Linked DNA regions of Zea mays: region 2 is linked to region 1. Evidence: chromatin contacts called from public Hi-C data. All regions are on one chromosome and are shown on one strand. Each heading gives the region's core, a stretch centred on a gene start, on an enhancer-like site or on the middle of the called end of the contact. The rest is flanking DNA. Distances are from core to core; before and after follow the strand shown. Region 1 holds the start of LOC100383412. Region 2 has its middle 11 kb from the start of LOC103631172.

What was found. A called contact is a pair of places that touch in the nucleus more often than the background predicts.
Region 2: a contact with region 1 is called in a Hi-C map of bundle sheath, with 5 times the contacts expected there. The contact joins the enhancer-like site here to the promoter of LOC100383412 in region 1. A contact is called at or near these places in 7 of 25 Hi-C or Micro-C datasets (bundle sheath, ear, endosperm and 2 more).

What each region holds. Positions count from the first base shown.
Region 1 is chr6:91,058,045-91,062,214 of Zm-B73-REFERENCE-NAM-5.0, reverse strand. It overlaps LOC100383412, which reads left to right and starts at 2,100. Exons shown (of 8, transcript NM_001176065.1): 1 at 2,100-3,107; 2 at 3,436-3,662; 3 at 3,740-4,072. The coding sequence starts at 2,175.
Region 2 is chr6:91,233,512-91,237,943 of Zm-B73-REFERENCE-NAM-5.0, reverse strand. No RefSeq gene overlaps it. Among protein-coding and RNA genes, the nearest start is that of LOC103631172, 11 kb to the left of the region's middle. Within about 2 kb of position 1,808, at least 5 of the 20 cell types and tissues checked have an H3K27ac peak or open chromatin away from gene starts, as enhancers often do. A contact at or near this core is called in bundle sheath, where this site is marked.

The sequences.
Region 1 (4,170 bases), core at 851-3,350:
ATCAAGGTAAAATTATTCATAACTGAGGTCGAACCTTGATTATTGATTTCATATTTAACGTCTACCTAACTAACAAAACATACATATTTTTATGTTTTATTTAAAAAAGCATATCCATATGATATATAGAAACTATAACAATGCACGGTTATCTGACTAATACATATACAAGGTTAAGATCATGAAAGCGGAGTTTCACAACCAATGATGATCGTCGAAATAAGTTGGTGTTCAAAATCTATCAAGATGTGGTAGAGATGGCAATGGGTAAATACCCACCGGGTATTACTATCCCATACCCATACCCACGACAAAAAATAACCTTATCGGGTCACCCATATACACTGGTGGGTATGTATTTACCCCCATACTCATACCCATGTGGGTAGGGGTCACCCATATGGTCACCGGTAACCACAAAAATTAAACATCTATCAAAATATTATATTATACAAATGTCAAGTATATCCATCTAAATACCATTACAAAATTTCTAGCATTATTTAACTGTCCATTCAACACACCAAAGATAATTGGATAAAGTAGTAACATTAGGACAGTACTACATAGCACACTATATTTTCCATTACATGGTCATTAAATTGTCGTTGAGTCTTTTATGACATTATGACCTAAAATGTTGTTAAATAGTAAAAAAGATAGATGACTAAAGTCCAAGTTCATGCTTGGGCTAAGTTTATATTGGGTATTTTATATCCACAGGTTAACGGGTACGTGTGAAGGTGGAACATTTTAATACTCGTTTACCCATTGGGTGAAGATTTTTGCCCAATAACAGACCCACATGTAGAATATTTAGCCCACATACATACCCTAATAGAGTAAATACCCATCGGGTTAACGAGTATGGGTGAAGGTGGAACATTTTAATACCCGTTTACCCATTGGGTGAAGATTTTGTCCAATAACAGACCCACGAGTAGAATATTTAGCCCATATATATACCTAATAGAGTAAATATCCATCGGGTATCGGGTCGCGGGTACCCATTGCCATCACTAAGATGTGGTATTACCATCTTTTGAGCCTTGTAACATAATGGTATGTGAAAGCTAGAAGTGCGTTCGACTCGCCAAAATAGTTGAATCTATAGAGATAAAATACTATCCAAGCTGTAGCCATAGTTGGATTAAAGTCACATCGAAGCCATGTATTCTGCTCCGTCAACGATAATTATTTTAATGTGGCCCATCCCTATCAAATGTGGATAAAAAGTCAGAACAAAGAGTAGTTTTTCCATAAAAATAAATAAACCCAAATGGAAAGAGAAGGCGACCGACCGTCCATTGCATTCCCATCTTACTTTTTCTTTCCTTCTTTCTCACCAAACAAAACCAAACCAAAAACCGATGGAATGAAAAGTCGTATTCCATTCAGTTTTTGTCTACTAACTAGGGTTTGCCGCGGATCCGGTCCCTCCTCCACTAACATAAGTCGCCATCCCCGCCGCTGCAGTTCGAGCTCCGACCGGTCCCACGCCGGATCTACCCGGTGTCGTCCTCGACTTTCGCCGTTAGTCCCCTCAAGGAAAGGAAAGAAGGAGAGGGATGACGTGGTTCCGCGCCGCATCGGGTGCCGCCCGCCTCGCCCTCCGCCGCAGCCTCGCCACCCGCACGCCGCCAGCCGCCGCCACCCGATGCGGCCGCTGCTTCCACTCCACCGCTATGCGTCCCCGCTCCGCCGCCCCCGTGCCCCGGGCCGTCCCGCTCTCGCGCCTCTCTGACAGCTTCCTCGACGGTACCAGCAGCGTCTACCTCGAGGAGCTCCAGCGGACCTGGGAGGCTGACCCTTCCTCCGTCGACGAGTCATGGGACAACTTCTTCCGCAACTTCGTCGCCCAGGCCTCTCCTTCCGCCGGCGTCTCCGGCCAGACCATCCAGGAGAGCATGCAGCTCCTCCTCCTCGTCAGGGCCTACCAAGTCAACGGCCACATGATGGCCAAGCTCGACCCCCTGGGCCTCGACGACAGAGCCGTCCCCGAAGATCTCCGCCTCGGCCTCTACGGCTTCACAGAGGCCGACCTCGATAGGGAGTTCTTCCTCGGCGTCTGGAGGATGTCCGGTTTTCTCTCCGAGAACCGCCCCGTGCTCACACTCCGTGAGATCCTCAACAAGCTCCAGCAGGCATACTGTGGACCCATCGGCTACGAGTACATGCACATCCCTGATAGAGACAAGTGCAACTGGCTCAGGGAAAAGATCGAGACTGCCAAGCCCAAGGAATATAACAAGGACCGCCGCCTTGTCATGCTTGACAGGCTTATCTGGAGCACCCAGTTTGAGAATTTCCTAGCCACCAAGTGGGCCACCGCCAAGAGGTTTGGCCTTGAGGGTGGTGAGACGCTCATCCCTGGCATGAAGGAGATGTTCGATAGGGCTGCTGACCTCGGTGTTGAGAACATTGTCATCGGTATGCCGCATAGGGGAAGGCTCAATGTCCTTGGTAATGTCGTTCGCAAGCCACTGTCTCAGATATTCAGCGAGTTCACTGGCGGCACAAGGCCTGTTGAAGGCGAAGATGGTCTCTACACCGGAACTGGTGATGTCAAGTACCACCTGGGTACCTCCTATGATCGCCCAACTCGAGGCGGCAACAGGATCCATTTGTCCTTGGTTGCCAATCCCAGCCATCTGGAAGCCGTTGATCCTGTTGTCATTGGCAAGACGCGTGCTAAGCAGTTCTACTCCAATGATGCTGACAGGACAAAGAACATGGGTATTCTGATCCACGGAGATGGCAGCTTTGCTGGCCAGGGTGTGGTCTATGAGACACTCCATCTAAGTGCCCTCCCAAACTACACTACTGGTGGAACCATTCATATTGTTGTCAATAACCAAGTTGCCTTTACGACTGATCCAAGAGCTGGCAGGTCCTCCCAGTACTGCACAGATGTTGCCAAAGCCCTGAATGCTCCTATATTCCATGTAAATGGCGACGATTTAGAGGCTGTTGTTTGTGTTTGTGAGCTTGCAGCGGAGTGGCGCCAGACTTTCCACTCCGATGTGGTGGTTGATCTGATTTGCTACCGCCGTTTCGGGCATAACGAAATTGATGAACCTTCCTTCACACAGCCAAAAATGTATCAGGTAACCCTATCACTACTGGTTCATATTGTTTTTGTATGTTATTTTTACATTTTCTCATAAGTTGGTACTTGACACATTTGCAGCTCTTAATTCATTCTTGTTTTTTATAAGCTGGCTGCGCTTGTGCATATATTTCTGCTAACTCATTGTCCAATTTCTTATGCTGTTCTGTTTTGTTGTTTCTTGGAGGAAAGCTAATTAAGTTGGTTGTTTTAGAACTAACAAAAGAAATAAAAACATATTTTGTTCTCTCTATCTCCCCCCTCCATTCTCAATGTGTTTAGCGCGTTGCTGAACCCTGATGACCGATGAGCATTATCTGTGACAGGTCATTAAGAACCATCCCAGCTCATTGAAGCTTTATGAGCAGAAACTGCTAGGAACGGGTGAAGTCATGAAAGAAGATGTCCAGAGGATCCATGACAAGGTGAACCGAATCTTGAACGAAGAGTTTGCTAAGAGCAAAGACTACGTTCCCAACAAGAGGGATTGGCTCTCAGCTTACTGGACTGGCTTTAAGTCACCAGAGCAAATATCACGTGTTCGCAACACTGGGTAAGAACACTGTCTTTGTTGATTTCACTTTAGCGTCTCCTAATCAACTATTGGATGTTGAAATGCCATTTATGCAGGGTGAAGCCTGAAATACTGAAACGTGTAGGTCAGGCAATTACTACACTGCCTGAAAACTTCAAACCACACAGAGCAGTGAAGAAGATTTTTGAGCTGCGTGCAGCTATGATAGAGAGTGGTCAAGGAATTGATTGGGCTGTTGCTGAAGCCCTGGCCTTTGCAACACTTATAGTGGAAGGCAATCATGTTAGGCTAAGTGGACAGGATGTGGAAAGAGGAACTTTCAGCCATCGGCATGCAGTTCTGCATGATCAGGAAACTGGAGCAAAGTACTGTCCACTTGACCATGTTGCAATGGATCAAAATGAGGAGCTATTTACTGTTAGCAACAGGTAAGTTTGCTTATGGATCTACCAAATCCCTTCTCTGTCATTTCACATTGAGACGTTTTTTTGGGGGGGGGCTTATGTTATGTATTACTCCTTTCGCA
Region 2 (4,432 bases), core at 559-3,058, 180 kb before region 1:
GGTTGTGATACAAATGTTTTTTCGATTAAAATAGGACTACATCAAGGTTCAGCTTTGAGACCTTATTTATTTGCCTTAGTGATAGATGATGTTACGAGGGATATGCAAGGAGATATCCCTTGGTGTATGTGTTTTGCTGACGATGTAGTTCTAGTAAATGAAAGCCGGGAAGGAGTAAATAGAAAGCTAGAGTTATGGCGTCAGACCCTAGAGTCAAAAGGATTTAGAATTAGCAGGACCAAAACCGAGTATATGAGATGTGACTTTGGACTACAATTAGTGAGGATGGAGATGTAAGTTTGGGAGGCCAGGTAGTACCAAAGAAGGACAACTTCCATATTTGGGATCGATGCTACAGAGATATGGTGATATTGATGAAGATGTTAGCTATAGAATCAAAGCGGGGTAGATGAAATGGCGTCAAGATTGGGAGTCCTATGCGACAAGAGAGTGCCATAGATGTTGAAAGGCAAGTTCTACAGGACAGAGATTAGGCCTGCTATGTTATATGGGGCTGAGTGTTGGCCTACTAAGACGCGACATATCCAACAACTAAGTGTCGCAGAGATGCGTATGCTGCGTTGGATATGTGTGCACACAAGATTAGACCGAGTGAGAAACGATGACATACGCGATCGGCTAGGAGTAGCGCCAATTGAAGAAAAACTTATTCAACACCGGTTGAGATGGTTTGGGCATGTCCACCGGAGACCCAGAGGCACCGGTTCATAGAGGCATCATAAGATGGGACAATAATGTGAAGAGAGGTAGAGGTCGATCAAACTTGACATGGGAGGAGGCAATAAAAAAGGACTTGAAGGAATGAAATATCCCAATGAAGTTGTGTTTGGATAGAAGTGCTTAGAAAGAAGCTATCCACGTGCCTGAACCGTGATTAGACCTTTTTTCCTTTTAGTGCTGTCAAAAACTTTTTCCTTCCCTTTTCCCTCTCTGTCTTCTTTTGGTGACATCTTGTTGGGTTTCAAATCTAGCCTACCCAACTTGCTTGGGACTAAAAGGCTACGTTGATGTTGTTGATGATGTAATTTTTAGTCTTTAATTTATATAAATGTTTTTGTAATTCTTCACTATATTAAAACACCATTTTCCTTGAATTGAACCATTATTTAAATAGTAAAAGCTAAAAATTATGTATAAACACCTTTATTGTGCTCCCCATATTTAAATAGTAAAAGCTAAAATTATGTATAAACACCGAATTGAACCATGATTGTTATCTCTAAACTTATATTCACACCCACCTACCCAACAGAACACACTTGTCTTTGTGTTGTATATATTCTATACTTAAACATAAATGGAAATCATAATAATGTAAATACACTTTGCTAGTAGATTATAAGCATTTAATGTGATAAGGACTAAAAGCCCCCCATGAAAGCAGATTATGGGTGTGTTTGGTTTGGCCTTTGACTTTGTTTTTTGTCCCCTAAAAGCCAAAAGACAACCAAAGGGCTTGATCGAGAAAGCAAATTTTTTTCTCTAAAAAGTCGACTTTCTCACAGTGTAAAACTGAAAGCATCTCTGTACCTGCTTTTAATAGTTTTCTGATGGAACTGTAAAAATATATATGAAAAAACTTTTAGCGGCTTTTAGTGGTTTGCACCGAACGATTTTTAGTTTTTTAATAGCTCACAGGTCGCAACCATTTTTTTTTCACAGCTCATAGATCATAGCAACTTTTTTACGGCCACAACCCGACCAAAGAGGCACATATAAGCTTCCAATGTGACAAGGGCTAAAAGCCCCTCGTGAAAGCGGGAGGCGGAAAGGTAGTACAATACATTCATATTCACATGGTGTCGTGTCACCGTCACCGCCTGCGCTTCGAGAGACTATTCTCCTCTCGCTTGCCTTCCATTTGCTTCGGGCCACCTCAAATCAAGCTAGCGCGGCTCAACTGCCATCCACCTCCTATCCCAGATCCTCCACCCTAGGCATGGCCACCGCCTTCGAGTCCCCGACCTCCTCCCCCGACGCTGCCGCGCGCTTCCACAGTGTTAGCGTCGTGCGGATGCTTCTAGAGTAATGGTAGAATAGCGTCGTGCGGATGCTTCTAGAGTAATGCTTCCATATTGGACCATTGAATCTTCACTTGAGATATGAGTTCGCCTCCACGTGTGATCATCTGGCGCTCGAGAATTTTGAGCGAAACCTGTAAAGCATGATTAGCCAGTGGTAGGTGAGGTACCAGTACCTGATCGCGGCCCACAACACGTTTCAACTGAGACACATGAAACACCGGATGGATATTGCTGGATGCACGTAATTGCAAGCGGTAGGCCAATGCTCCCACACGCTCCGCAATTTTGTACGAACCAAAAAACTTGAAGGAGAGATTGTAGTTGGAACGAGAAGCAACCGTTGACTGGATGTATGGTTGCAGTTTAAGATAGACTGAATTGCCAACTAAGAATGAACGTTAGATCAGTGCTTGTCTGCCTGCCGTTTCATGCGCTCTTGTGCCTGATTTAGGTGGAGTTTGATCACCTTGGTCATTACTTCACGTTCTTGTAACCACAAAACCAAATCTGGGACAACGATATCAACATCCATAGCAATACCAAGGTGTCTAGGTGCATACCCATAGAGTACTTCAAAGGGAGTGTGGCCAAGTGCTGATTGATAGTTGGTATTGTACCAGTACTCGGCTACTAAAGTCCACTGCGACTACTTGGTAGGACATGTGTGCACAAAGCATCTCAGAAAGGTTTCTAAGCATTGGTAGGCAGAGGACAGATTTAGTTGAGCGCCTGTAAGCTGAAAGAGTATCTTCCAAAAATTGCTGGTGAAGATTCTATCACGATTAGACACAATGAAGTGAGGCAAGCCATGGAGTTTCTAGACATTGTCCAAAAACACCTTTGCTACCTTGGCTGATGTGAAGGGGTGTAAAGAGGTAGGAAATGTCCATATTTAGAGAACTTATCGTCCACCACTAAGATGCAGTTACCTGTCCAGAGCGTGGCAAATCCTTGATGAAATCCAATGAGATTGTATGCCATGCTTGAGGTGGAACATGAAGTGGTTGGATAAGTCCATGACACTTAGCATGATCTGGCTTAGCCTGCTGACAGATAGCGCATGACTGAACATATGAGTGGACCACCGCTTTCATACTAGGCCAATGAAAACGTTGCTTCAGACGCCGATACGTCACAGGTACCCCTGAATGCCCCTCGAGAGCTGAATCATGCAGTGCCCGAAGAACTTTGTGTTGTAAAGAGGTATTGCCTTCCAACCAGATACGCCCTTTGTAACGGATGACACTACTAGTCAAAGAATAGTGTCCCCAGTGACCTGAATTGAGACCGAGTTTGGCGAATAACTCTTGAGCCACTAGATTATCAACATAGCCTGCACTACCTCCTGTAACCAAGTAGGTGTGCACTGAGAAACCGACAGACAATGCGATATTGCAATCCATAAAGTTTAGTGTCACACCCAGATTTAAGAGCAAACCCAGATACGTCTCAAATGTGTGCTAAGATCAAGTCTCACACATATGATGACTCATGGTATAGAAGTCAATGTCACATCTTTATTACATAATAGGGGTACAATACACAAATAACTAAATAGATTACATCATATGATGGCAACGATTCTCCGCAACTATAATCGACTAGGAGACGACGACCTAGACCTCTTCGAACTCATCGTAGCATCCTTCATGCTTCTTATCTTTGCGGTACCTGTTCTTGACCTGATGTGATTATAGCAAGGGTAGTTAAGGATGAACATTGCTTTTAATAAGTTGGTCAAAATTTTATTAGTAATTACTAAGTGTAAGTAAATACCAACCCAATTAAATAATTGATCCTAGTTAATAATAAATCCCACAATGTAATGCAAATGAAATATTAAATTTAATTCCATAAATTACTCATGTGAGAGTCCAATCCGCTCTTGACCATGAGCACAGCTGGTATACCAGTTTTACACTCTTCAGAGGTTGCACATCTTTACCCATAAGTCGTGTTACCCATTTTCCAACGGTCTTGACCCCCATTGATATCTATCAAGGAGACGAGACATGGTAGCACTACGAGGCATTTCAAAAGTTCCACTAGTTTAAGAAAACCAGCTACAGTTTTAGGCAAAAAGGGAGCATAGGAATTCCTCGTCCGAACATCTATCACAGTTCAACCCAAGAACCACCCTTACTCTGCGGTGATTTATTCCCCGCTTGCCCCTTTCGAGTAAGGTAATCTCTCCCTAACATTTCTAATTAATTGGTCAAGGGAGTCCCATTCCACCTTTGTGGTAGCACTATTTTCTTGGATGGTCGCTCCATGTTCCAATTAAACAAAGTTATCTTATCATGCAAGAGAGTAACTAGCAATAATAAATCGTATCGGGACGTGATAATAAATTATATATAGCATTAATCCTAAAACTTGGTAGAGCA